Linked DNA regions of Mus musculus: all the other regions are linked to region 1. The links are chromatin contacts, called in public HiChIP or PLAC-seq and promoter capture Hi-C maps. All regions are on one chromosome and are shown on one strand. The core of a region is the stretch at or near the end of the contact, and the rest is flanking DNA. Distances in the headings are between cores, read along the strand shown. Region 1 holds the start of Slc16a11 (solute carrier family 16 (monocarboxylic acid transporters), member 11). Region 2 has its middle 11 kb from the start of Tnfsfm13. Region 3 holds the start of Kif1c (kinesin family member 1C). Region 4 holds the start of Spag7 (sperm associated antigen 7). Region 5 holds the start of Chrnb1 (cholinergic receptor, nicotinic, beta polypeptide 1 (muscle)). Region 6 holds the start of Plscr3 (phospholipid scramblase 3). Region 7 holds the start of Acap1 (ArfGAP with coiled-coil, ankyrin repeat and PH domains 1).

The links. Promoter capture Hi-C pulls out the DNA fragments that hold promoters and counts their contacts. HiChIP or PLAC-seq counts read pairs in DNA pulled down with a chosen protein or histone mark. Capture Hi-C pulls out chosen DNA fragments and counts their contacts.
Region 2: a contact with region 1 is called in a FOXA1 HiChIP or PLAC-seq map of pancreatic cancer cells. The contact joins the enhancer-like site here to the promoter of Slc16a11 in region 1. A contact is called at or near these places in 17 of 39 promoter capture datasets (the 3T3-L1 cell line, the C10 cell line, the HPC-7 cell line and 13 more), 2 of 484 Hi-C or Micro-C datasets (B cells and CD4 T cells), 4 of 115 datasets of contacts at active chromatin or transcription factors (embryonic forebrain, embryonic midbrain, embryonic stem cells and 1 more) and 1 of 9 other capture datasets (macrophages).
Region 3: a FOXA1 HiChIP or PLAC-seq map of pancreatic cancer cells shows a contact between it and region 1. The contact joins the promoter of Kif1c here to the promoter of Slc16a11 in region 1. A contact is called at or near these places in 4 of 39 promoter capture datasets (the SN4741 cell line, hippocampal neurons, pre-B cells and 1 more), 2 of 115 datasets of contacts at active chromatin or transcription factors (embryonic stem cells and pancreatic cancer cells) and 1 of 9 other capture datasets (macrophages).
Region 4: a contact with region 1 is called in a FOXA1 HiChIP or PLAC-seq map of pancreatic cancer cells. The contact joins the promoter of Spag7 here to the promoter of Slc16a11 in region 1. A contact is called at or near these places in 15 of 39 promoter capture datasets (the 3T3-L1 cell line, the SN4741 cell line, cranial neural crest and 8 more), 2 of 484 Hi-C or Micro-C datasets (both in cortical neurons), 9 of 115 datasets of contacts at active chromatin or transcription factors (SST interneurons, embryonic hindbrain, embryonic midbrain and 6 more) and 1 of 9 other capture datasets (adipose tissue).
Region 5: a FOXA1 HiChIP or PLAC-seq map of pancreatic cancer cells shows a contact between it and region 1. The contact joins the promoter of Chrnb1 here to the promoter of Slc16a11 in region 1. A contact is called at or near these places in 14 of 39 promoter capture datasets (the 3T3-L1 cell line, 3T3-L1-derived adipocytes, cranial neural crest and 10 more), 2 of 484 Hi-C or Micro-C datasets (both in embryonic stem cells), 2 of 115 datasets of contacts at active chromatin or transcription factors (bone marrow-derived macrophages and pancreatic cancer cells) and 3 of 9 other capture datasets (adipose tissue, liver and pancreatic islet).
Region 6: a promoter capture Hi-C map of liver shows a contact between it and region 1. The contact joins the promoter of Plscr3 here to the promoter of Slc16a11 in region 1. A contact is called at or near these places in 15 of 39 promoter capture datasets (the 3T3-L1 cell line, 3T3-L1-derived adipocytes, the HPC-7 cell line and 9 more), 3 of 484 Hi-C or Micro-C datasets (embryonic stem cells and ventral hippocampal neurons), 6 of 115 datasets of contacts at active chromatin or transcription factors (embryonic forebrain, embryonic stem cells, large pre-B cells and 1 more) and 1 of 9 other capture datasets (liver).
Region 7: a contact with region 1 is called in a promoter capture Hi-C map of hematopoietic stem and progenitor cells. The contact joins the promoter of Acap1 here to the promoter of Slc16a11 in region 1. A contact is called at or near these places in 16 of 39 promoter capture datasets (the 3T3-L1 cell line, 3T3-L1-derived adipocytes, the C10 cell line and 10 more), 16 of 484 Hi-C or Micro-C datasets (B cells, CD4 T cells, CD8 T cells and 8 more), 4 of 115 datasets of contacts at active chromatin or transcription factors (embryonic forebrain, extraembryonic endoderm stem cells, heart atrium and 1 more) and 2 of 9 other capture datasets (macrophages and pancreatic islet).

The regions. Positions count from the first base shown.
Region 1 is chr11:70,212,256-70,215,388 of GRCm38.p6, forward strand. It overlaps Slc16a11 (solute carrier family 16 (monocarboxylic acid transporters), member 11), which reads left to right and starts at 1,655. Exons shown (of 5, transcript NM_153081.3): 1 at 1,655-2,009; 2 at 2,247-2,457; 3 at 2,700-2,843; 4 at 3,029-3,133. The coding sequence starts at 2,256.
Region 2 is chr11:69,705,561-69,708,693 of GRCm38.p6, forward strand. No RefSeq gene overlaps it. Among named protein-coding and RNA genes, the nearest start is that of Tnfsfm13, 11 kb to the left of the region's middle. Within about 2 kb of position 1,496, at least 81 of the 459 cell types and tissues checked have an H3K27ac peak or open chromatin away from gene starts, as enhancers often do. A contact at or near this core is called in embryonic stem cells, pancreatic cancer cells and stem cell-derived epiblast-like cells, where this site is marked.
Region 3 is chr11:70,699,072-70,702,204 of GRCm38.p6, forward strand. Kif1c (kinesin family member 1C) reads left to right here and starts at 1,477. Exons shown (of 23, transcript NM_153103.2): 1 at 1,477-1,638. Inca1 (inhibitor of CDK, cyclin A1 interacting protein 1) reads right to left here and starts at 1,084. Exons shown (of 7, transcript NM_001252484.1): 1 at 987-1,084.
Region 4 is chr11:70,667,720-70,670,852 of GRCm38.p6, forward strand. It overlaps Spag7 (sperm associated antigen 7), which reads right to left and starts at 1,697. Exons shown (of 7, transcript NM_172561.3): 1 at 1,478-1,697. The coding sequence starts at 1,562. It overlaps Camta2 (calmodulin binding transcription activator 2), which reads right to left. Exons shown (of 23, transcript NM_001190376.1): 21 at 2,830-3,017; 22 at 2,627-2,701; 23 at 1,744-2,543. The coding sequence ends at 2,480.
Region 5 is chr11:69,794,473-69,797,605 of GRCm38.p6, forward strand. Chrnb1 (cholinergic receptor, nicotinic, beta polypeptide 1 (muscle)) reads right to left here and starts at 1,465. Exons shown (of 11, transcript NM_009601.4): 1 at 1,350-1,465; 2 at 1,123-1,262; 3 at 497-541. The coding sequence starts at 1,407. Fgf11 (fibroblast growth factor 11) reads right to left here. Exons shown (of 5, transcript NM_001362623.1): 5 at 1,596-3,133.
Region 6 is chr11:69,845,181-69,848,313 of GRCm38.p6, forward strand. It overlaps Plscr3 (phospholipid scramblase 3), which reads left to right and starts at 1,437. Exons shown (of 8, transcript NM_023564.4): 1 at 1,437-1,511; 2 at 1,728-1,895; 3 at 2,155-2,393; 4 at 2,477-2,519; 5 at 2,623-2,843; 6 at 3,034-3,133. The coding sequence starts at 1,889.
Region 7 is chr11:69,893,914-69,897,046 of GRCm38.p6, forward strand. It overlaps Acap1 (ArfGAP with coiled-coil, ankyrin repeat and PH domains 1), which reads right to left and starts at 1,626. Exons shown (of 22, transcript NM_153788.3): 1 at 1,373-1,626; 2 at 687-744. The coding sequence starts at 1,425.

The DNA.
Region 1 (3,133 bases), core at 405-2,904:
TACTTTCACATGCATACGCCATGACGAATTTAATCCTTACAACAACCCTATCAGGTAACTGTTATTATAACCATTTGAAAAACAAGGAAGCAGATCCTCGTTTGCACTCAGATAGCGAAGCGAGAGTCAAGCTTAGTAAGTCTTCTTGGGGTTCTAGGTAGGGGGTCCACTTTTCCAATGTTCATTAACTCCATGGACAACACACATTGGCTCTGGCTATGAGCATGAGGAAGACGAGGAACATGCCCTTTCACAACCAATCACCCTAGGCTCCGGATTTTGCATTCTGCCAAAGTACACAGCATTATTTGGTACAACCCAGAAATAGTCTCCTCTCTGGCTGTATTTCTATTTCATCACGGAGAGAGCCATTCCTTTGGGCTGGCCGGGTTCCACTTACAGAGAGCAGACTTCTTACTGGCCTTCTCAAGAAACCAGCCAGCTGTTCCCTGCCTCCTTGGTGGCTGAGTACCTGCAGGCGCCACCACTCCGGTGGCTTTCACAGACAGCTCCTGGCTGGTGAATGCAGTGAGGCCACTTTCCTAAGGTGTCTGTGGCAGGGCCTCACACCTTCATGGTCTTCTGTTCTAGGACATTTCAGCAGAAAAACCATTTATGTGAAAACCCAGAACTGAGAAAAGGGTAGACTTACTGAGGAGGGAGGACGCTGATTCCCTGGGGTGGGAGTGTGGGATGGGAAGGTAGCCTGGCTCTCCTTTAATGGTTGTGAGGCCTTCCCCAAACACAGTGATGTGCTTCTGAAAGTCTGTCTACTCTCTTTAGTCTTCCAGTTTCACGACTTCTCAGCTACGTTTCTTCCCTTTCTAGGCTGATACTTTCTCATCAATTAGGAAACACCGCCATCCCGTGGCTACGGGTTGATATAAGCTCCAACCTGCAAATCGCTGAAATTTCAATGGCATTGTTTAATGATTAAACCAAATGAATCAAATGGCGGAAGTAAAGCAATAGTGACTGCTAAAGAAGGTTGCTCGTTAAAATCTTCAAGAAAAACACCTGGGTTTATTTCTCTGAATTCTTCCTTAAAAAAAAAAAAATCTTGCCCAAGCCTTTCAGCTATTCCCAGCCACCCTCACACTGTGGCTCTGCATGAATTCTGTCCTTTCCACTACAGTTCACATCAATCTGTCTCTCCAAGCTCTTTCCCTCAACTGTCCCCAATCTCTGTGTCACTCCTAGGTCTGTTCTCCCTGTATCCTCCCACGATAGTATAAACCTAAGTTCAATTTTTTTTTTTTTTTTAGCTGAACGCTTTGGGGTGGGTTAGGGGTCAGCTATTACATTTGTAAAATGGGGATAGTGCCATCTTCATAGGGATATTGTAAGGATGAAATGGCCAAGTATGTAAAGACTGCCTGGAACATCACAGGTCTTGGTACCGAGAACTCGCCTTCCTTTCTAGTGAGGGCATGCTGGTGTTGTCCATTGGAGGCCAGTGATTTGAGTGATTTGATGTTGGAGCTTTACAGGATCCTCAACAACAAATCCGAGAATCCAAGAACTCATTTAGGTTTTGGAGACCACTGCTATTTTCATGCGTGGGCAGTTGGCCGGGCGAAGAGTGCAACCGGGCTCTTCTTGCGTGCGCAGCAGGTGCGTGGGTGTGAGCCCCGCGGCGTGAGAGGCGCGGGGAGAGGCGGGGCGCGGCCACCAGGTACGCTCACTCCTCGCGGTTCCCCAACCAGGGCTGGGGCTCGTGTGTGGATAATTCAATCCTCGTGGGACTCGGCGTCAGGCCTTAGCCAGGCCTGGGTGGATTGGCTGTCTCTCTTTCCCCCGCCCTCGGTATTCACCCCCACCCCCACCCCGTGTCCCAGGTGGCTTGGGCCCCTGTGGTGATCTCTGTTTACTGGAGAGAGCGGTCCAAGTTGGGCTCCATCTCTGTGCTGGCTAGCTGCTCCGCAGAACCCTTTCTGCGGAAAGCGCGGAGAAAATCCGGCCGAACCCACCTTCGCCCTTTCCCTACCCCCAACGCCGGGAGAGGTCGGGTAAGAGAAAGAGGGTTTGGGAAGGATGAGCCCCTGGCCTGGGGGATCCTGCTGCCCCTCCATCCCAGGACCTCACGCGCACCTAGGACTTCTATCCCTAGGCCTGGTTCCCGCGCCCATGCTCCGGGCGACGTGCCCTCCCTGGGCGAGCAGCCCGAGGCTGGATCTCAGGGACGTCAGCTCCCTAGCGGAGGCCCAGGCGTGGAGACTTCATTCACAGGTGTTTCCCCACCCCAGCAGACGGCGATGACCCCCAAGCCGGCCGGACCCCCGGACGGGGGCTGGGGCTGGGTGGTGGCGGCCGCAGCATTCGCCGTGAACGGGCTCTCCTACGGGCTCTTACGCTCCCTGGGCCTTGCCCTCCCCGACCTCGCGGAGCACTTTGAACGAAGCGCCCAGGACACTGCGTGGGTCAGCGCCCTGGCCTTGGCCGTGCAGCAGGCAGCCAGTGAGGGGGGCCCCCCGAGGTGGGAGGCGGGCACCGGGTGGAGAGGCCGTGGATGTAGTGATGGGAGACAGCAGACTTGATTACCAGACAACCTGAGAGTTACTGGTGGAACCAAATTCTAGAAGAGTGGGTCTTGAGGTCAATGGGAGGAGTTACCAGGCCAGGCAAAACAGCCAATGAGAAATGTTTCGGATAGTTTGGGGGTCCCGGGGCATGTCTTCGTTGACTCCGCCCCCTTCTAGGCCCAGTGGGCAGCGCCCTGAGCACTCGCTGGGGGGCACGCCCCGTGGTGATGGTTGGGGGAGTCCTAACCTCGCTTGGCTTGGTCTTCTCGGCTTTCGCCCGAAGCCTCCTGCACCTCTACCTCGGCCTGGGCCTCCTCGCTGGTAAGAAGAGTGGGGTGGCTGTATGTTTAAGGGGTGATAATGGGGACAGGAACTTCTTATAGGATAGGGGACTGTACAAGGCGGTGTGTGTGTGTGTGTCCGCGTGAGCGTGCAGAGGAGAAGAGGGGCTAAAGAATGTTTGCAAAGCCATGCCTGTACCCTCATCCTGTCCTATCCATTTGCAGGCTCTGGCTGGGCCCTGGTGTTTGCCCCAGCCCTGGGTACCCTCTCTCGGTACTTCTCCCGCCGTCGGGTCTTGGCGGTAGGGTTGGCGCTCACCGGTAATGGGG
Region 2 (3,133 bases), core at 246-2,745, 510 kb before region 1:
TGCACGCTAATACTGTTAATCTTTTTTTTTTTAAGATTTATTTAGCTGGGCGTGGCAGCCCACGCCTTTAATCCCAGCACTCGGGAGGCAGAGGCAGGTGGATCTCTGAGTTCGAGGCCAGCCTGGTCTACAAAGTGAGTTCCAGGACAGCCAGGGCTATACAGAGAAACTCTGTCTCGAAAAAAAAAAAAAAAAAAAAAAAAAAGAAAAGAAAAGAAAAGAAAAAAAAAAGATTTATTTATTTATTATATGTGAGTACACTGTAGCTGTCTTCAGACATTCCAGAAGAGGGCATCAGCTCTTATTACAAATGGTTGTGAGCCACCATGTGGTTGCTGGGAATTGAACTCAGGACCTCTTAACTGCTGAGCTATCTCTCCAGCTCCAAGACTGTTTATCTTAAGGTCCATATCTCTCCTGGCCCAGCTTGTACATGGCACACAGTAAGACTTTTTTTTTTTTTTTTTGGTTTTTCGAGACAGAGTTTCTCTGTATAGCCCTGGCTGTCCTGGAACTCACTCTGTAGATGGCCTCGAACTCAGAAATCCGCCTGCCTCTGCCTCCTTAGTGCTGGGATTAAAGGCGTGCGCCACCACACCTGGCTTTTTTTTTTTTTTTTTTGAGGTTTTTTCCATTTCCAGAAACCAAACCCCACCACAGCCGGGCATGGTGGTGCACACCTTTAATCCCAGCACTAGGGAGGCAGAAGCAGGCGGATTTCTGAGTTCGAGGTCAGCCTGGTCTACAGAGTGAGTTCCAGGACAGCCAGGGCTATACAGAGAAACCCTGTCTCGAAAGAAACAAAAAACAAAAAAACAAAAAACAGAACAACGACAACAACAAAAAACCTGGTTCATGATAGGCAAGTGCTCTACTGCTGACATGTGCTGACTCTCTCTCTCTCTCTCTCTCTTTGTCCCTTTTCTTGCTTGTTTACTAAGAAGCACAGCATGGTACAAAGTATTTGCAGGGGGAAGCATGTTCAGGGTGGAGGCAGAGTGGCCAAGGTCAGCAGAAAGCAAAGTTTGATAATGTTGGCAAAGAGGACACCGGATTCAGCTGCCTCAGGACTGAAGACCACAGTCCAGGGGGGAAAGTTGGGTTTCCAGAAACAGAACCCCCTACCCATCTAAGACATGGGCCCCAGAATCAGTGTGAGCCTTACCAAGTCCACACCTGGACAAGGACACCGAACTAAAGTTCCCTCTGAGGAAGTCTTAGGTTGGTATAGCTCCCCACAGTCAGCCCTCTGTCTTCCTCCCTCTTCACCATTCAGTCTGTAGCTGCCCTCAGGTTAAGGCTGAGCCGGTCGGTCGTCCTTCCTAGCCAGCCTCAGCACCTGACTATGTTGGCAACCTGCTGTGTTGGCTCCGAGGCTAATGTGATTGGTCTGGCTTGGCTCCTGGCCCTTGGCACCTTCTTTGGGCTTGGCCCTGAGCTGCAACTTGACTCACTTCTGTTTTAGCTCTGATGTGTCACACCATCTGTCCTCCCTCCAAGCAAGAGAGCAGGCAGTAGGAGCCAACTGCCCTGCAAACTCAGGAACAGTTACCTGAAAGTGCTCCTTGGCAGTGTTAGGACTTTAATCCCAGCAGAGGGAGGCAGATGTCTGTGAGTTTGAGGTCAGTTCACAGAGTGAGTTCCTGGATAGCCAGGGCTACACAAAGAAACCCTGTCCCTAGATAAATAAATAAATAAATAAATAACTGCAACAAACCCCATGAACATCCTGAGTGGTGGACCAGCCAGCTGTTAACCCTTTGTGTAGCAGTGGGCTAGGCAATGAGGCGAGGCGCCTGCTTTGTTGATTAGCTTTCCTACAGTAAATCAGTCTTAAGGAAGCAAAGTTTGTTTCTATTTTAGAATTCAGAGGTTTTAATCCCTAGTATCTGGGCTCCTTCAGGCCATGGAAAGCAGAGCATCATGGGAGGAGGTAACTCCCGCCTGTTTTTAAATGGGAATCAGGATCCCCACAATCCCTTCAGGATTTTTCTCCCACAGGCCTTCTCTCCCACAGGCCTTCTCTCCCACAGGCCTCACCACCCACCTCCTAGTAGCACCGCACGCTGGGACAGATGTTTGGAAGGCATTTAAGATACAGACTATAGCACCTGGATTCTGCCCTCCACTGGCTTTTGGCGCTGGGAAGACTTCCTGTATGGGTCATTGTAGAGACCCTTTAATACACCCTCATGCTGTGGTGACCCCAACCATAACATCATCATCATCATCACTATTATTATTATTTTGGTTTTTCCAGACAGGGTTTCTCTGTATAGCCCTGGCTGTCTTGGAACTCACTCTGTAGACCAGGCTGGCCTCGAACTCAGAAATCTGCCTGCCTCTGCCTCCTGAGTGCTGGGACTAAAGGCGTGTGTCACCACTGCCCCTGGCTTGTTTTTGTTGTTGTTGTTTTAAGGTGAAGAATTATTTGTGTGTGGCCTTCCCAGCCTTGAGCAGACTGAACAGACCTCGAGTGCTGGCCACAATGGACCTTATCTACCTTAGTGGTGTCACCTGCCTTGGCTGTACGTGCCTTAGGTGGAGTCACCTGCCTGGGTTGCCTGTGTAATTCCCCACAGGAATTTAGAAGAATAGACTGCCCACAGACCTTGCTTTGCAACATAATCCAGCTGAAATGGAGGATGGGGTGTGTGGGCTTGCCCTATACAAAGGCAGTGCTGAATACTAAACTTGTAGCCTTGATCAGTACCTTGTTTTGGTTTCATTCTTCTCCCCCTAACCCCCCCCCTTTTTCATTTCCAGCCCCCCTTTCAGGTAAACCCAGCTTGGCCATGGCCACTGGATGCCTACATTTGTGGTACAAAAATACCAAATAAAACTCAGTGGAAACATGAGATCATTGGTTTTTGATGCAGACTGGCCTCAGACTGGTTATGTAGCTGAAGATGATGACGTGAACTCCTGTTCTTCCCAAATGCTGGGATCAAAGGCAAAAGCCGAAGCCACCCACCCATCCATCTACTTTGGACAGGGTTTCACTATGTAGCAGGTGAGACTGACCTCAGGCTCCCCAAAACCCCCTGCCTGAGCCCCCCAATTTCTGGTACTATACATGCGGCCTTTTTGTTTGTTTGGGTTATATGAAACCATTGAAGGGGCTCACTCTGAG
Region 3 (3,133 bases), core at 227-2,726, 490 kb after region 1:
AAAAAAGCTGGGGAAGCAATATGACTGCAGTTAAGTGGCAGAGAGCTTGCCGACATGCCCAAGGCCCTGGGACCCTAAACAATAAACTGCCTGGTAAGTTAGGAGTGCATGTTGGCTGGCATAAAGGACAAAATCAGAAAATGTTACAAGCAAAGGTTATCCAAAGAGTGAGCCAGGCATAGTTTTGCAATCCTGTGACCCCAGCATTCAGGCAGCTAACACAGGGTTGAGTGTTTAAGGCTAGCCTGGGGGTAGGGGTTACAAAGAGAGACCCAGTCCATCACAAAACAAAATCAAGGGCAGCTAAACTGAGCTGAGAAATGTTGAGGAAGATTAAAAGCAAAAGGAGTATCTTGAAGTGGCAGATGGTCGAGAGTTGGGCTGTTTAGTGTGAGATCTAAAAAATGGATATCCTGAATTCGTAGGGGGTCTAGAACTAAAGGAGCAATGAGGAATTTGGATGGCTGTGCCTGAGTGGGTGACCTAGATCTAAGGGGTTTAAGGCAGCCAGACGGAATGGATAGTTGACCAGGGGATAGTCAAGACCTTGGCAGCAAGATACAACTAAGAGGGTGGATGGGCATCTGAAAGGTGTCGCCCTGGCTGAGGAGCCTGGTGTTGGGGTAGCCTTACTGGGGGGGGGGGTGGGGGGTGGGGGGGTGGAGAACTAGGTCTAAAGGGGCCAAGGCGACCTCTGGCAGGAAGACTGGGGTCTATAGCCAAATCTTTGGTAATAGGCAGGAAGGCAAAACTGGGGTGGTGAGCTTAGGGACATGGGCAAACCAGGCTGGACAGGCAGGGGTCTCCTTCACCGGCCCTGAGAAGGCAACAGCGGCCTAAGAGGCCACCTGAGCCTGAGGGGCTGACTGGGGCTGACTGGGGCTGACGGGCTGAGGCGGCGGTCCGGGAGTCAAACCAGAAGGCTATCTGAGAAGAGAGCGTCCGTGCGGCTATGTCGGCGACGTCTCTGCATTTGGCCCCATCACCTGAGGCAACTGCGAAGCGAGTTCTGGAACCTCAGGTCGGGCAGGAAGGAGCAGCTCCGTAGTGAGCCCGGTCGCCCCACTTGCCTGGCTCGCCTGAAGGCCGGGCCTGAGGGGGACCGCCTCCTGGGCGTGGTCTGCCATTAAGCCCCGCCCCCTAGGCGCGCCTCTGACGGCGACGACGTGCGCGGCTCCGGCCTAAGTCCCCTCCTGCGTCCGACCTCGCCTTTCCCGACTCCTCAGGAGCGCTAGTTTTCCCACGTTCTGGTGATTTGCTTTCCCTTAGTGTCCGCAACTCAGTTTCCCTGTCTCTGCCCGGCGAGCCCTACTGTCAGAGTGCACTGCCCCTTTAACTAGAGTGACCCGGGTGGCTCCTTCCCGGGACAGCGCGTGCCCGCTCGCCCGTCCGCGCGCGCGCCCGTCCGTCCGTCCCCCGCCCCTCGCTCCCGCCCCAGCTCGCGCTGCCCGGGCGGGCGCCGGCCGCTGGCGCCGCTTCTGCTGCCGCCCCCGGGGCGCGATCCGCCGCCCGCCGCCCGGGGACCCGGCGAGGGGCGGGGGCAGCCCCGAACTGGCCCCCGGTCTCTCCCTCGCCGGTCTTAGGCATCCCAGAAAGTTTGTCCCTTTGCTCTCCGCCGGGGAGTCCTGCCGCGACGAGGTGAGAGCCGGTGGGGGGCAGGGAGGGGACGCCCGCGGAGGAATGCGCTGTGGGGCGGGGAGCCGGAGTTCCGAGGTCCCGATTGCACGACCCGGCCAAGCGGGCTAGGCGCGAGAGCTCGGATCATGTGCTATTTATCCCGCGGAGGCGCAGAGAGGTGCCAGGCCCCGGGCAGCCGTCGGTTGGCTGGACTGGAGGACCAGGAACTCATGGCCGCCCAGAGAGGACAGGCGGGGGCTTGTTGGAGACCTGCCAGTGGGCAAGGTGCAGGTGACCCGAGACCCCCTTTGGAGTCGGTCTGCCCCACCTAGCCTCCTCCCCAGTGCGCCTTTAAAGCAGGACCTGCAGACCCTGCACCTACTCCCTATATCTTTACCCCGCTGTACCCTATTCTTGCCACCCAATTCCTTGTTTTCTTAGCTTCGGACGAGTCATATTGCCTGTCCACCCTGGTGCCCTTCCCTCCCCTAGTTAGGGTTTTGGGGGTCAGGACTAGTCTTCCTGAGCCAGTCTCTGTGATTTCGGCTACTCCCTTCCTGTGGTGGGATAAACCAGCCCCTTCACTCCTCCCCTGCTCTGCCTAGGAAGGCTGGGGAGGTGAGGCCCAAATAGCATGACAGAAATTGGCGGTCTTTGGGGGCTACAGGTGGGAGTGCAGCATCGTTGATCTCTTTCTTTTTTTCTTTTTCTTTTTGAAGTCTTCACCCTGCTATCCGTGGGCGTGGGCTGCTTAGACTCTCCTCCTAGGGTGTGGGCACCCGGATCACCCACATTCCTAGGCTGCAGCCTGGCACTTTCCCCAGGCTAGTGGACGCCATAGCACTAGCCCCAGGTTGGGTTAGGACCAACCTGTTTCCTTTTCCCTTGGCTTTCCTTTCATGAAGCCCCCCTCCTTGGGTGTAGCCCCCCCCCTGAAGATACAGGTATTCTGGGTCTCCCTGCGAGGAGTCCTGGGGGGGGTGTTGATATTATGCATACAGGATGACCCCACCCTCCCCTGCCCATTGTCCTGGATCCTGAGGAGGAAGTACTGGGGGCTGGGCAAGGGGTTTGGGGATCACCAGCAGGCCCTGTGAGTCCTTGTTACAGGCTGTTCCACTAGCCCTTGGACTTTGCCAATCAGTAGTGGCCCTGCCTCGTGTGGGGGTTGTCAGCTCTATGTGAGAATTGCCGACCCTGGAGAAGAATTACAGATTCCAGTTTTATGACTGGGTTTTTTTGTCTCCTCTTACCTGTCTGTCTTCTGGGTTTCCAGTTTGTGCTTTGGCCCCAGAGCCCTCACTCTCTGTCTTCTCAATATCTCTGAGTCTCTCTTTCCTTTTCTTCTGTCATTCTTTATTTTTATAGCCTGACCTCAATCTTGTCTCTTGTCTGATTCCTCTCACTTTCTTGGTGTCTGTAACTTTCTGTCCCTCCTCTTCCCTTCCTGCCACCCTCAGCATCTCTGCCCATGTGTTCTTCACACTGAATCACCCTCTGTCCAATCTGTGTTTCA
Region 4 (3,133 bases), core at 447-2,946, 460 kb after region 1:
TTACCAGGCTATGAGCTGCTGGAGGGTTGACCCTGCTCACCTGTCCAGTTAGACGTCAGAGTCCAAGACCTGACAAACTAGAAGCTCTCGTCTGTCTGACTTCACTATCTTGGCCTTTCATTGTGTTCTGATTGCTTTTCCAGTGTTTTCTGCATCTTGGGAGGTAGCATAAGAACACTGAGGCTACGAGCTCACATCTGGGTTCCAAATTCAGCTTAGTAACCTGAGACCCGAGGCAAGTGGCTAAAGCCTCCTATTCTGACGGCTGATGGGAGCACACCTATTACTCAGCTGAACATTAAGTAACTCTAACTCCTGTTTCCTATTAAGCTCTGCTTTCCCATAGCTTTCGAACAGACTGCACTCCCTTTACTGAGTTACCTATTCTTTGTTGCTCGGCTCATTTCAGACAAGCCTGGGACTCCCAATTAATCTTTCCTACACATGTATATTAATTGGTTATTAAAATTCCGTATGATCATTAATAAACGTCCCAGACATGGTCTATAATCTCCTTGATGAGCATCTTTGGCTTCACAAGTTTTGTAAATAAGGGAGTACAGATATTTAACAGTCTTTGAACATTCTGAAAGCATCCTGTCTTGCCTCCTTTGAGCAGATGGGTAGTAGGTGCGGGTAGGAGACTTATCCACGACCAAGGCTCACGTGGTTGGGAGCTGGATGCACCTAAGGCTATCCTTTCTATAAAGTCCTTCACATGCGCTCCAAGCCAATACAGGGCAGGCCACTTCGGGCCGCACCCTACCCTGGCTGCCAAACCCCAGCGAGCTTTCTGGTTAGCTACTCAGCGCGGGGGCTGGGAAGGAGAGATGGCGAATCGGAGCCTGCGGGGCATTCTCATCTCTCCAATCAACATCACGATCTAGTTGGGCAGCACAGGAATTTAAGGCTATAGTTAGGAAAGGGCGGTGGAAGGTATGAGGGACTGGGTCAACTCAAGAAGGGGCATAAAGATAGGAGGATCCAGCCAACCAATGGGAGGAGCTGAGGCTGAGGTCGGTCAGAAAAGGTAACACTTTAAAGGTAGAGCTTTTGGCTGAGCTAGCCAATAGAGGGGAACAGACGGGTGGATGGGCGTGCCCTAAACTCAATCGTAATAGAACTGGAGATTCGCGGGACCGAGGCGATGGATACGACATCCTCCAATCGGAAGAAAGGCATCCTACTAATCAGAGCTCACCAACAGCAGACAGGCAGGCCCGTTGACCAATCGCAAACAAGGACTGTAAAAGGCGAGGATAGGAAGAAGAGACTGGAGGTAGAAGGCAGGCTGAGGTAGCCAATCATTGTTTGCAAAAGACAGCGGGCGGGCCGACAGGCCTTTTAGGGACTCTGAGGGTCTCAGAAGTGGCCTGTGGGGGGTCTGTTAGGGTAGGAGGTGGCATTATTCAAAGAGGGAAGAGTGTGGTCCCAAGAATCGGGCGAAGATACGCGGTTGTGAATCTGGGATCCTCACCTCGGGCCTTGCGCCGACTCTCCTGGTCACCGAGGCTGGGTGGTTTCTCCATGGAGCTCAGGATGGAGCCCAGTAGGTCCGCCATCTTGGGAATGAGTGAGAGGGGGCGGTGCGTCTTAAAGGGAAGGACGAAATGCCTTTAAGGCCGGAAACACGTCGGAAGCGAAAAACCGCGCTGCTCCGCCCCGCTTAAGGCAGCGAGATGAGGCCGGCGACTTGCGTGGCGACCTTCCTACCCCGCCCCCAGCAGAGAGAGGCCGGAGGCTAGCTGGTGCAGAGACGTTTAATGGCAATTCGTATAAACCAAGCCCATGCACAAGTAGAAAGTGCTCGTGGAGCCAGCCGGGGGCTCCCGCCGCGCCAGGGAATCAGACGCCCGGCCGCGCAGCGCCTTAAATAGATTCTTCACTATACTCTGTATGTTACAGTTATGTACACACCCCTCCCCACGGGAGCGGGACTCCGCCTCGCGATCCTATGTACACCCCCTCCTCTTTGGCCCCTACGTGGGCGACCAGAGAGTCAGGGTGATGGGGAAGACAGGGCCAGGAAAGGAGGAAACAGACGCAAACATGCGGAGTCAAGGTGGGGGCAGTCACCCCTGAAACACGAGGGCGCGCGCAGCGAAGGCAGCGGTGGGGACCGAGGCGGATACATTCATCAGAGACTCTCGAACAAATAAATAAGGCAAGTCAGGAAGGTCCGAGTCAGGTGCAGGCAGGAACGGGGATATGGAGAAGGTGCAGGCAGGGCTCCGGAGGTCACAGCTGAAGATGCAGATATGTGGGGCGTGGGTCTTCTGGAGCCGGAGACCAAAAGAGGAGGCACAACCAGAAGGGAGGAAACGTGTAAGGCCTGGGGGCGGGGGTTCTACGAAGGGCTCCCAAAAAGGTGAAGGGGTGAAGAGCTGCCGACAGGGGGCTCCCCTAGTCCCGAAAGCCCTCTCCTTGTTTAGACAGCCAGAAGGGGCTCCCAGGGTTTTGAAGAAAGGCGTTGGAGAGGTCAGGTGGCCAGTCCTGGCTGGGGCAGCCCCTCCAGCTCCTGGTTCTGCTTCAGTTCCCTCATTCTGCGGAGAGACAGAGCCAAGTCAGAGGAGACTGATGGATCAGAAAAGGTGTCAGGGCAGAGAGGTAAGGATGGGGTTAGAACCTGTGTCGGCAGCGCCGCAGGAACCTCATTATTTTCCGGGCTGCCTGGTCTTGCTTCTTGGTGAGAAAGGTGCCCCTGGTGGGAAAGAAGAGTCCCCACTTTAAGACCATTGTAGGGAAAGGCTGGAGGGCCGATAGAGGTAGTGGGCATTAACAAAGAGGTAAACTGAGGGCTGTATAGGGGCAGGAAGGGGTGGTCCCTACTTGTTTCGAGCAGGAAGGGGGCCTGAGGGCCGGTGAGGAGGCCCCGGCCTGCGGCGGTAGGAGCGGTAGTGCTGCTGGATAAGCACCGCTGCTCGGCGGCTCTGCTGAAACCGCTTCTGTTCATAGTAGCTTCGGAACTTGCTCTGAATCAGGATGGCCGCCTGAGTCATTTTCTTATAGAGTGCAAACTGCAGGGAAGGAGAGGGGGGACAGGAGCTGAAATGGAGAGACAGAAATCCAAACCTCTGAAGGTCACCCTTCAATTAGGCTGATGTAGAGCCCGTTCTCTGACCCACCCACGGCT
Region 5 (3,133 bases), core at 215-2,714, 420 kb before region 1:
CTCAAACCGAAGAAGGGGCCTAAAGAGATACCTCATTGGTTAAGGGCACTGGCTACTCTTCCAGAGGACCCAAAATAGATTCCGAGCACCTACGTGGAAGGCCCAAACATCTGTAACTCTAGTTCCAGGAGAACAGGGGCCCTCTTCTGGCTTCCACGGACACCAGTTATGCATGTGCTTCACAGACATATGCAAGCAAAACACCCATTCACATAAAATAAAAATAGAATAATTTAAGAAATAACTGAAGAGATTGAACTAGCCACCCTAAAGTGATGTTCAACCTGCATGCAGTTCAGGATCTTTCAAGGATGGGAATTCAAATTAGTGATCCCCAAACTTGTATCTTAAATTTGTTGATCGAAAATTCTGTTTCAGTTATTATATGTGTACGTTGTGAGTTACTATTAAAAAAAAATCTTACTGGGATGAGGACTCCAGGAGATTAATATAAAGGAAACAGGGTGCCTTTCCCTAACCCACGAGGTCTCCATACCAGGTCTAAGTACACCTTTGTGCTCATTTCTTCATCCTTCTCGTTCTAGAATGGAAAAGTTAAAAGGCAGAAGTGAAATGAAGTGGGTGGAAACGAGGGTTCGGTGAGTTACTTTCTCCATGGAATCTCTAGTCCCTTTCTCTAAATTGCACCTTCTTGGGTGCAAACTCCATCTCATATCAATCTCGAAACACCAGCCTTGGTGCCTGCTTTCCTTTCTTTTACGTCGAGGTTAAGTCACGGGCCACGCCCGGCGTCTAATGGATACAACTCTGAATCTCCGCTCAGAGTTGTTTATTGACTGCTTAGGTACCAAGCTCTGCTGGACTTTGCTAGAATATTACACAGCCCCGCCTCGAGGTCCTCCCGGTAGCAGGTCCTTCTGCCCCAGCTCCGCCTCAAAACCCGCCCACAGGCGAGTTAGCAGAACAGTATTCTGTACCTATCATAGAGGCCTCGCCCATGAACTAGTTCATTGGTCTGATTTTTACCCAATCACCGCCAAAGGCTTGTCTGCCTCTTAGCATAACCCGCCCGCCCCCAGGCTGTCGATCTTCTGGGCAGCGTCTAAAGCCACGCCCCCAGTCGGTCCTGCCCAGCGACTCCACCCGCAGTGCCGCTCTCACCAGGCTGATGAGTTGCGCCAGGGTGAGGCCGATGCTGACCCCGACGCGGTCTCCCACCTCCCGCGCCGGCCTCACCGAGCTATCATAGTTGGAGAAAAGTTTCTTAATCAGTTGGCCTTCGGCTTCCGACCCGCGGGCGCCTGACGAAGGAAAGCACTAAGTGACGCTCCCGGGGCTGGCCGTGACCATTGCTCATCACTGCCTCTTGGAGACCCAAACTGACTTACCTGGGGCGAGGGGCGTCCCGAGTACCCCTAGAAGCAGAAGCAGCGCCCCTAAGGCCATGGCCCTGCCTCTTTCGCTCAGTGAAGTTTGTCCGGATAGCGGCCTCAGGCCAGGGGAAGTGACGAGGCGCCCAGGAATGTGCACCTGTTGTCGGGGGACCAGACGCCAGCCCACCCGCCCCGCCCTCGGGACTTGGTCCCGCCCGGAGCAACTGCAGTCGCCCTCCACTCACAAATGTCAGATAACACTCCGGTTGTATAAATCATCTTTAATTACAGAAAGCATGAAGTGGAGACCCCGTCCCCTGAGAGCAGTGCCAGGAGATGGGCGGAGCCTGAGCGGGGTTTGTATGAGGGAGGGGGGCATCTCTTGCAACAAGCCAGAAGTAAAAGGGCCTGAGGAAAAGTGACCTGTCTTTGAGCACTAGCCCCTCCCTTAGGACCTCAATAGACGTTTCCACCTACATCTGCTAGACTCAGAATCTACCTCCTATTTTACTAGAGGTTCCCCATGGCTTTCTCCGTTTTTCAGGTCCTTTTTGGGTACTTAGAACCCACCTGAGGTTTAAAAGCTGTAAAGTAAAGTAAATTCTATTTAGTTAGAAGCTCTGGGGATACATATGAGGTCTGGGAGCCCAAGAGGCTCCTCGTTTCCTAAGCCTGACCTGTAGAGGGCTCGGAGAAGTTGAACTTATTGCTGAGTTGGGGGTCTCTCTGCTGTGAGGGGGAGTCAAGGCTGTGTCCCTATTTGTCCTTTTTAATTCTAGAGTTATTCTCATTGTAGACCTTAGCTTCCTGTTGTTTGAGACAGGGTCTCACATAGCCTAGGCTGGCCCTGACCTCACTAGGTAGCCCAGGCTAGCCTTTTATTTCCTGATTCTCCTCCTCTCCTTTACCTCACAGATGCAGCATACCATATCAGAACGAAAGTCCTCAGCTTTAAAAGGGATCTGGAAGGAATTCCTGCTGAGGTAGCTAAGTGTTCAGACACAGGTTCAATCATACCATGGCATTTTCTCCCTCTCAGCTTCCCTTCTAGGAGCCAGGTATATTCTTCCAGAATTCCTGTATCTTTCCCCAGACTCTTGTCTCCCTGGCAGAACCCTAGTTGGAATGCTGAAACTAGAAACCATGTAAAAGTAAGGTTAGTATTCTGGAGGGACTATTTTTAGAAAATTATTTAGGAAAAGCAAGAAGTGGTTCTTGATCCGTTCAGTACTGATTAGTTCTCTCTCTCTCTCTCTCTCTCTCTCTCTTTCTCTCTCTCTCTCTCTGTGTGTGTGTGTGTGTGTGTGTGTGTATGTGTGTGTGTGTATTGGCTTTTGAGACAGGGTTTTGCTATTGTAGCCCAGGATGGCCTCCAACTCAGGATCTGTCTGATTCAGCCTCCCGGGTGCTGAATTACAGGTGTGTGCCACCAAGCACAGCTCAGAGCCAATCAGTTTTTAATTAATCATAGCTGAGTTCTACCCATAGCTCATCCTTTAATTGCTAGAGAAAGTGGAAGGGTAGGTCTAGAACTTACTCTAGTACAATAATATGGCTATACAGGCCCTAGCTCCATCCGGGAAGAAAGGGCTGAGAGTCATGGGCTATGTCCTAGAACTGAGATTCAGGAGGAAGTATGGCTCCAGAAAGGTCTAGAATACCACGTTCTAGAATTGGGTGTCTCTGGGATAAGAAGGTTTAATCAGTGGTGACCTGAGACTGGTCCCAATTCAGACCAAGGCCAATTGCTACAGTAGGGGGCCTCTTTTTTAAAGCCAGGGGTGGGAGGTGTCCATCTA
Region 6 (3,133 bases), core at 187-2,686, 370 kb before region 1:
TAAAAAAGAAAGAAAGAAAAAAAAAGAATGCAGACCTCAGCAGTGGAAACATGGCCCTTGTTGGTAAGACCACCCATTGCTCTGTGCTCAACCTTACACTGAAGTGGGCTTATTTGGCATTTGGGGACAGTTAAAGCTTCCTTCCGCTCATTTGCTGGGTTTTCAGCACTAGTAAGAAGTACCCCCAAAGGAACGGGATCTTAGAGGTGAAAGGTCAACAGAGAGACCAAGATATATGAAGCCAGGGATTGCACGGGCAGGCAGTAAATGACATAGCACAGCAAGGCAAGGGGGAGGAGGGGTCTGTGCTGTGCAGAAGGGTCTCAGAGGCCTAGCATGACTCAACTTGCAATTTTCTCCTTACATCCTATCTCTGAGGCATAATGAAGTCATGTTCCCTCATATACACATCAACACTGCCTCACTGCCCTGGTCTCTGGTGCAATCCACCACAGTAGGACCAGATTTCTGTAAGAACCTCTCCCTTACCTTGGCCTGCCCACAGCCTCCTGGGTTGTTCTGACACAGTAGTTCTCAGTTTAGGCTGTACAATAAAAACTAGAATTCTAAGAATCCCTAGTCTGCACCCCAAGCACTAATATACAATTGATAGGAAGTTAAGACCCAGGCACAAGTGATGGGCTAGTTTCGGCTTTGTTTCTTTAATATCTCCCCTAGTGACCCAGGTCACTCCCAAGCTGACCTGGAACTCGCGATCCTCCACACCTGCCCAGATACTATGCTATCTTCTTTTGAGGAAAGGAGTCTTTTGAGAGAGTCTCCCTATTGTAGCCCTGACTTGGTCTGGAACTATGTAAAACAGACTGGCCTCATACTTGTGACTCTCCTCTTGCCTCTCCTTTCCCAAACGCTGGGATTGCATGTTTTGCCTCCATACTGGGGAATGGAGGGCCTGTTCTGTTCAAGTGTCTTTCCCTGAGCCTTACCTCATGCACATTCATTACTGTTACCTTTTGAAAGTCTGTCACGCGTGTAATGGGCGTGCCTGAACTGAGAGGTGACTGAGTGGGTCAACGCTGTGACAGGGGGAGAACACAGCGAGGTCGCCCTGAGAAGAACACCGAGCCAAGTCTGGGAGGCAAGGAATGAGTGTGAATGGTGTTCCGCTGCGTCAGCGAGGCCCGCCCCGCCCTTGGGAGGAGGATCCCGGGGACCGGAGCAGCCACGCGGTGGGGAGGCAGAGCAGCAACCCGCGGAAAAGGCGAGGGTCTTGCTGCTGGGGATAGGGCCGCAATCACCCTCCAACAGGCCAGGTCTCCAAGCCTCTGCAGTCGGAGCGGAAGGGGCGGAACCACGGTGAACAAAGCGCACAAGGTCCAAGGTCCGCGGCCCCGGGGGAGGAGAAGCGCCTGCTTTCTGCGCAGTCGCCCCGCCCGGACTGGGGGGCGGGACTTAGGCGACCCGGGGGTGGGGTCAGATCTGGGCCCGCCTCCACCAGCGCCTGTGAGCCCCGGAGTGCGTGGCCCCCCGACTTATTCTGGGGGCTTCAGGTGAGCCGGACCATAGAGGGGTTAAGGAGACTTTCCTCGGGGTCAGGTCATCTGTCTGACCTCAGGACCATCTGCCCTGCCGTCTGCCAACAGCCATCTCCGTAGAAAAAATGGGAGAACAAAGGGAGGGGGCGGTCCTGGGGCCCCTAAGAAAATTCAGGGTCCTAGGTACCCCGCCCCGCCCGCTGACACTTTCGGTTTCTCCCCGAGTCTTAGGTGCCGCCCTAGAGACCCTGGGCCCGTACTGGGCGCAGCTACCTCTTCGCCTCTGCCTGTCCGTCTTTGTTTCTGTGTCTGTCTAGCTGTTCCCGAGCTTGTCCCACTCCAGAACTAAGTCTCCCCTACGCCAAAAGCCCAAGACTCCCCTCCTGATTCCCATGGCAGGTACGTTGACGCTAGGTTGGGGTCTCCATTATTCCCCCCTGCCCCCACGAAATTGGGTGCCGGGTGTCGAACACATTCTCCAGGAATGTGCTCAGACTGGCTGCGTGGGGCCCTCCCTTCCTCCTGGGGAGCCACCGCCCTGCCCCTCCGCCCCATCATTCTCTGCCTCTTCTTACGTTTTCCGCGGGTGCTCCTGGTCCTTGGGCTGTGAAAGAAGAGTCCACAGATAACTTTCTAATCTACTCCTGCTCCCCTACAGGCTACTTGCCCCCCAAAGGCTATGCCCCTTCACCCCCACCTCCCTACCCCGTGCCATCTGGGTATCCAGAGCCGGTGGCTCTGCATCCTGGACCGGGACAAGCTCCAGTGCCCACCCAGGTGCCTGCCCCTGCTCCCGGCTTCGCTCTCTTCCCCTCGCCAGGCCCAGTGGCTCCAGGGCCTCCTGCTCCTTTCGTGCCATTGCCAGGGGTGCCTCCTGGCCTCGAATTCCTAGTGCAGGTGAGTGAGAGAGAGGATGGCTGGGAGGAGAACTGAAGTTCGAGGTGACGGATAAGGTCAACGCTGCTCTTAACTCTTTACAGATTGATCAAATCTTGATTCATCAGAAGGCTGAACGAGTGGAAAGTGAGTAGGAGATGGATGGAGCAAGATGGGCTTCATGATCTTTATGGCAGTGGTTAGCTTCTGGGCAGGTGGCCCCCGAGCCTCAGCGTGTTGCCCTTCCCAGCGTTCCTAGGCTGGGAGACCTGTAATATGTATGAACTTCGCTCCGGAACCGGACAGCAACTGGGTCAGGCAGCTGAAGAGAGCAACTGTTGTGCCCGCCTGTGCTGTGGTGCCCGCCGACCATTTCGAATCCGCCTAGCGGACCCTGGGGACCGCGAGGTGCTCCGGCTCCTCCGCCCACTTCATTGTGGCTGCAGCTGCTGCCCCTGTGGTCTTCAGGAGGTGGGCATGGCAGGTTTTGGGGTGGTTGGTGGGCAGTGTATGGTAAGCAGCGCAGAAAGAGTTGTGGCTTTAATAGGAGTGGGGGCGGTTTAGTTGAGGGTCTGAACAGTCAGAAGACAGCTGGCACCAGTGAAGAGCGCTGGCCAAGGTGTCCTGGCTTGACAGTAATCCTGTCTGCTTCCCTTTCCAGATGGAAGTCCAGGCTCCACCTGGCACCACCATTGGCCATGTGCTACAGACCTGGCATCCCTTCCTTCCTAAGTTTTCCATCCTGGATGCTGATCGCCAAC
Region 7 (3,133 bases), core at 376-2,875, 320 kb before region 1:
CAACTACAGGTAAATTCAAAGCTAGCCTGAACTACATGTGACCCTGTCTCAAAAAGTATATATTAATATGTTAATAATTTACATACACACACACACACACACACACACACACACACACACATATATGTATGTATTTCAGGCAGGGTTTCTCTTCTGTCCTAGAACTTACTATGTAAACAGACCAAGCTATCTTAGAACTCACAAGAGATTCATCTGCCTCTGCCTCCCAAGTGCTGGGATCTGGGTACGCAGCCCCATTCCCAGCTTTTTTTTTAGCCCTAGCTGGCCTAGAACTCACAGAGATCTGCCTGTTTCAGCTTCACCAGTGTTAGGATTAAAGGCATGAGCCAGTACATCCAGATTTTGGGGTGGGGGGGTCAAGACAGGGTTTCTCTGTGTAGCCCTGGCTATCCTGGAACTCACTTTGTAGACCAGGCTGGCCTCCAACTCAAAAATCTGCCTGCCTCTGCCTCCCAAGTGCTGGGATTAAAGGCGTGCGCCACCACGCCCAGCAACATCCAGATTTTAAATATAATTGTGTGTGTGTGTGTGTGCCAGGCACAGTTAACTTTCAATGACTCTAACGCATTCCCAGTCTCCCGCCATCTCCCTGACCTTTTATTTTAATTTTATTCTAATCTTTTATTTTAATCTGACTCTGCATCTTTTCTCCATGACGTGGTCACCTTTTCCAGGCGGGTCTCCAATTCTGACACTTCAGTTTCCACCAGTTCAATCGAGGCTCTGGGAAAGAATGGACAGCACTTAGGTCCACTGGGCCTCTGCTTAGCATCAGGGGCAGGGTTGGCGTCATGGGGTGATGGGTATGCACAGACCAAGCAGAGTCCAGACAGTTTCTGCTCTTGTGCTGCTGTGCACATTCTAAGCTTCAATAACCCAGACCAGAGCAGGAAGAGTAGGAGGGTGGATGTGGCCAGGGCAGGAAGTTGCTAACCGCCCCGGGGCAGGTGCTGGGGGAGGGGATGCCGTGAGAAGGAAGGAGGAATGCCAATTATAAAGACCAGAAGGGGCAGAAAGGCAGAGTAAAGTGAGCTTCGGAGAGCATGGAGGTTCTGTTATTAAAGGGTTTTTTTTTTTTTTTTTTTTTTTTTTTTTTACTCTGTAGCCCAGGTTAGCCTGGAACACTTAACAACCTTCCTGCCTCAGCCTCCCAAGTGCTGGGGTTCCATGCCTGATTTGAGAGCCTGGCTTGAGTGGTAGAGGCACTAGGTCCCACCAGTTCCCTCTGGTCCCTGTGGCCTAGGCTCTAAGGTTGGTCCTGCCTGGGGAATGCTGGGGGTGGGTGGGTGGGTGTTGGGACCTATTGGGCCTTCCTTCCCCTCCTTAGTCTCATGGACCTGCACACACTTACCGGAAGCGGGGTGAGTCCTTGAGACATTCTTCAAAATCTAGCTTGACCGTCATCTCAGATGACTTGCTTTGGGGGCCTGGGGGGCCCTGGAGGTCAGGTAGGTGGGGATGTAGGCAGATGCACTCCCCACCCCCCAAGAGGGGTATTAATGGAGAAGAATCCTCTGGTAGGAAGAGCCTGGGTCTGGAATTCTTTCCCCAAAGGGAACGGGGTAACCCAGGAGGAGCTCTAACCCCACCACTTCTAGGCAGCTCTGGGAGGGGTAGGGGTGGGGCCTGGGCGGAGGGGGGTGCTGAGATCACAGAAACCACAGTCCCTCCCCCAGAGACTGCCTGCTGTCACCTTCCATCTGGGACACTGGTCTTTCTCTGCTGCTTTCTCCATTGGTGAATAAATTTTTTGAGGGGGAAATGATGGTCTAGAGTCAAATCTGTCTCTGTCACTTAAGACTTTGTGTGATTAGTTGGGCATAGTGCTACATGCCTTTAATTACAGCAGAGACAGGCAGATCTCTGTGAGATCAAGGCCAGTGTGATCTACAGAGCAAGTCACAGGCCTGCCAGGGCTACACAGCGAGACCCTGTCTACACAAAAACCAGTGTGACACTGAACAAGTTCTCTGACCCTTCAGTTCCCTCATCTGGGAGACAAAAAAGCGAGGGGCAGCGCACGCCTTTCATCCAAGCACTCAGTGGGTGGATCTCTGAGTCTGAGGCCAGCTGGTCCAGAGTGAGCTCCAGGACAGCCAGGTCTACACAGAGAAATCCTGTGTCTTTGTCAGGGTTTCAATTCTTGCACAAAAGCAAATTGGGGAGGAAAGGGTTTGTTCAGCTTACACTTCCACACTGCTATTCATCACCAAAGGAAGTCAGGACTAAAACTCAAGCAGGTCAGGAAGCAGGAGCTGATGCAGAGGCCATGGAGGGATGTTACTTACTGGCTTGCTTCCCCTGGCTTGCTCAGCTTGGTTTCCTTCTTTCTTTCTTTTTAAAATTTATTTATTATATATAAGTACACTGTAGCTGCCTTCAGACACAACAGAAGAAGGTGTCAGATGCCATTACAGATGGCTGTGAGCCACCATGTGGTTGCTGGGAATTGAACTCAGGACCTCTGGAAGAACAGACAGTGCTCTTAACCACTGAGCCATCTCCCCAACCCCTCAGCTTGGTTTCTTATGGAACCCAGGACTACCAGCCCAGGATGACACTACCCACAATGGGCCATTACCCCCTTGATCACTAATTGAGAAAATACCTTACATGGATTCTCCAGATCTCATGGAGGCATTTCCTCAAGGGAGGCTCCTTTCTGTGTGATAACTCCAGCTTGTGTCAAGTTGACACACAAAACCAGCCAGTACACCCTGCCTCAAAGATGGTGTTAATAAATGTACAGTATGCTGATTCTATCAGACATGGACATTCTGCTGCAAGGTTGGGCCTTTTCAAGACCCTAGGTTTTGGGACCAGCAAAGTGGCCCACTGTGTAAAAGTGTTTTTCACACATCCAGTCTGACAACCCAAGTTTGACCCCAGAAACCCTAGCAGAACTTATTATGGAAAGTTCCTCTAACCTCGGACCTCCACAGGTGTACCATGTTAACCAAATAAACCAACAGTGAGTTTTTATTTGTTGTTGTTGTTGGCTTTTTCTTTCTTTTTTTTTTTTTTTTTTTTTTTTGTTTCTGAGACAGGGTTTCTCTGTGTAGCCCTGGCTGTCCTGGAACTCACTCTGTAGACCAGGCTGGCCTCGAACTCA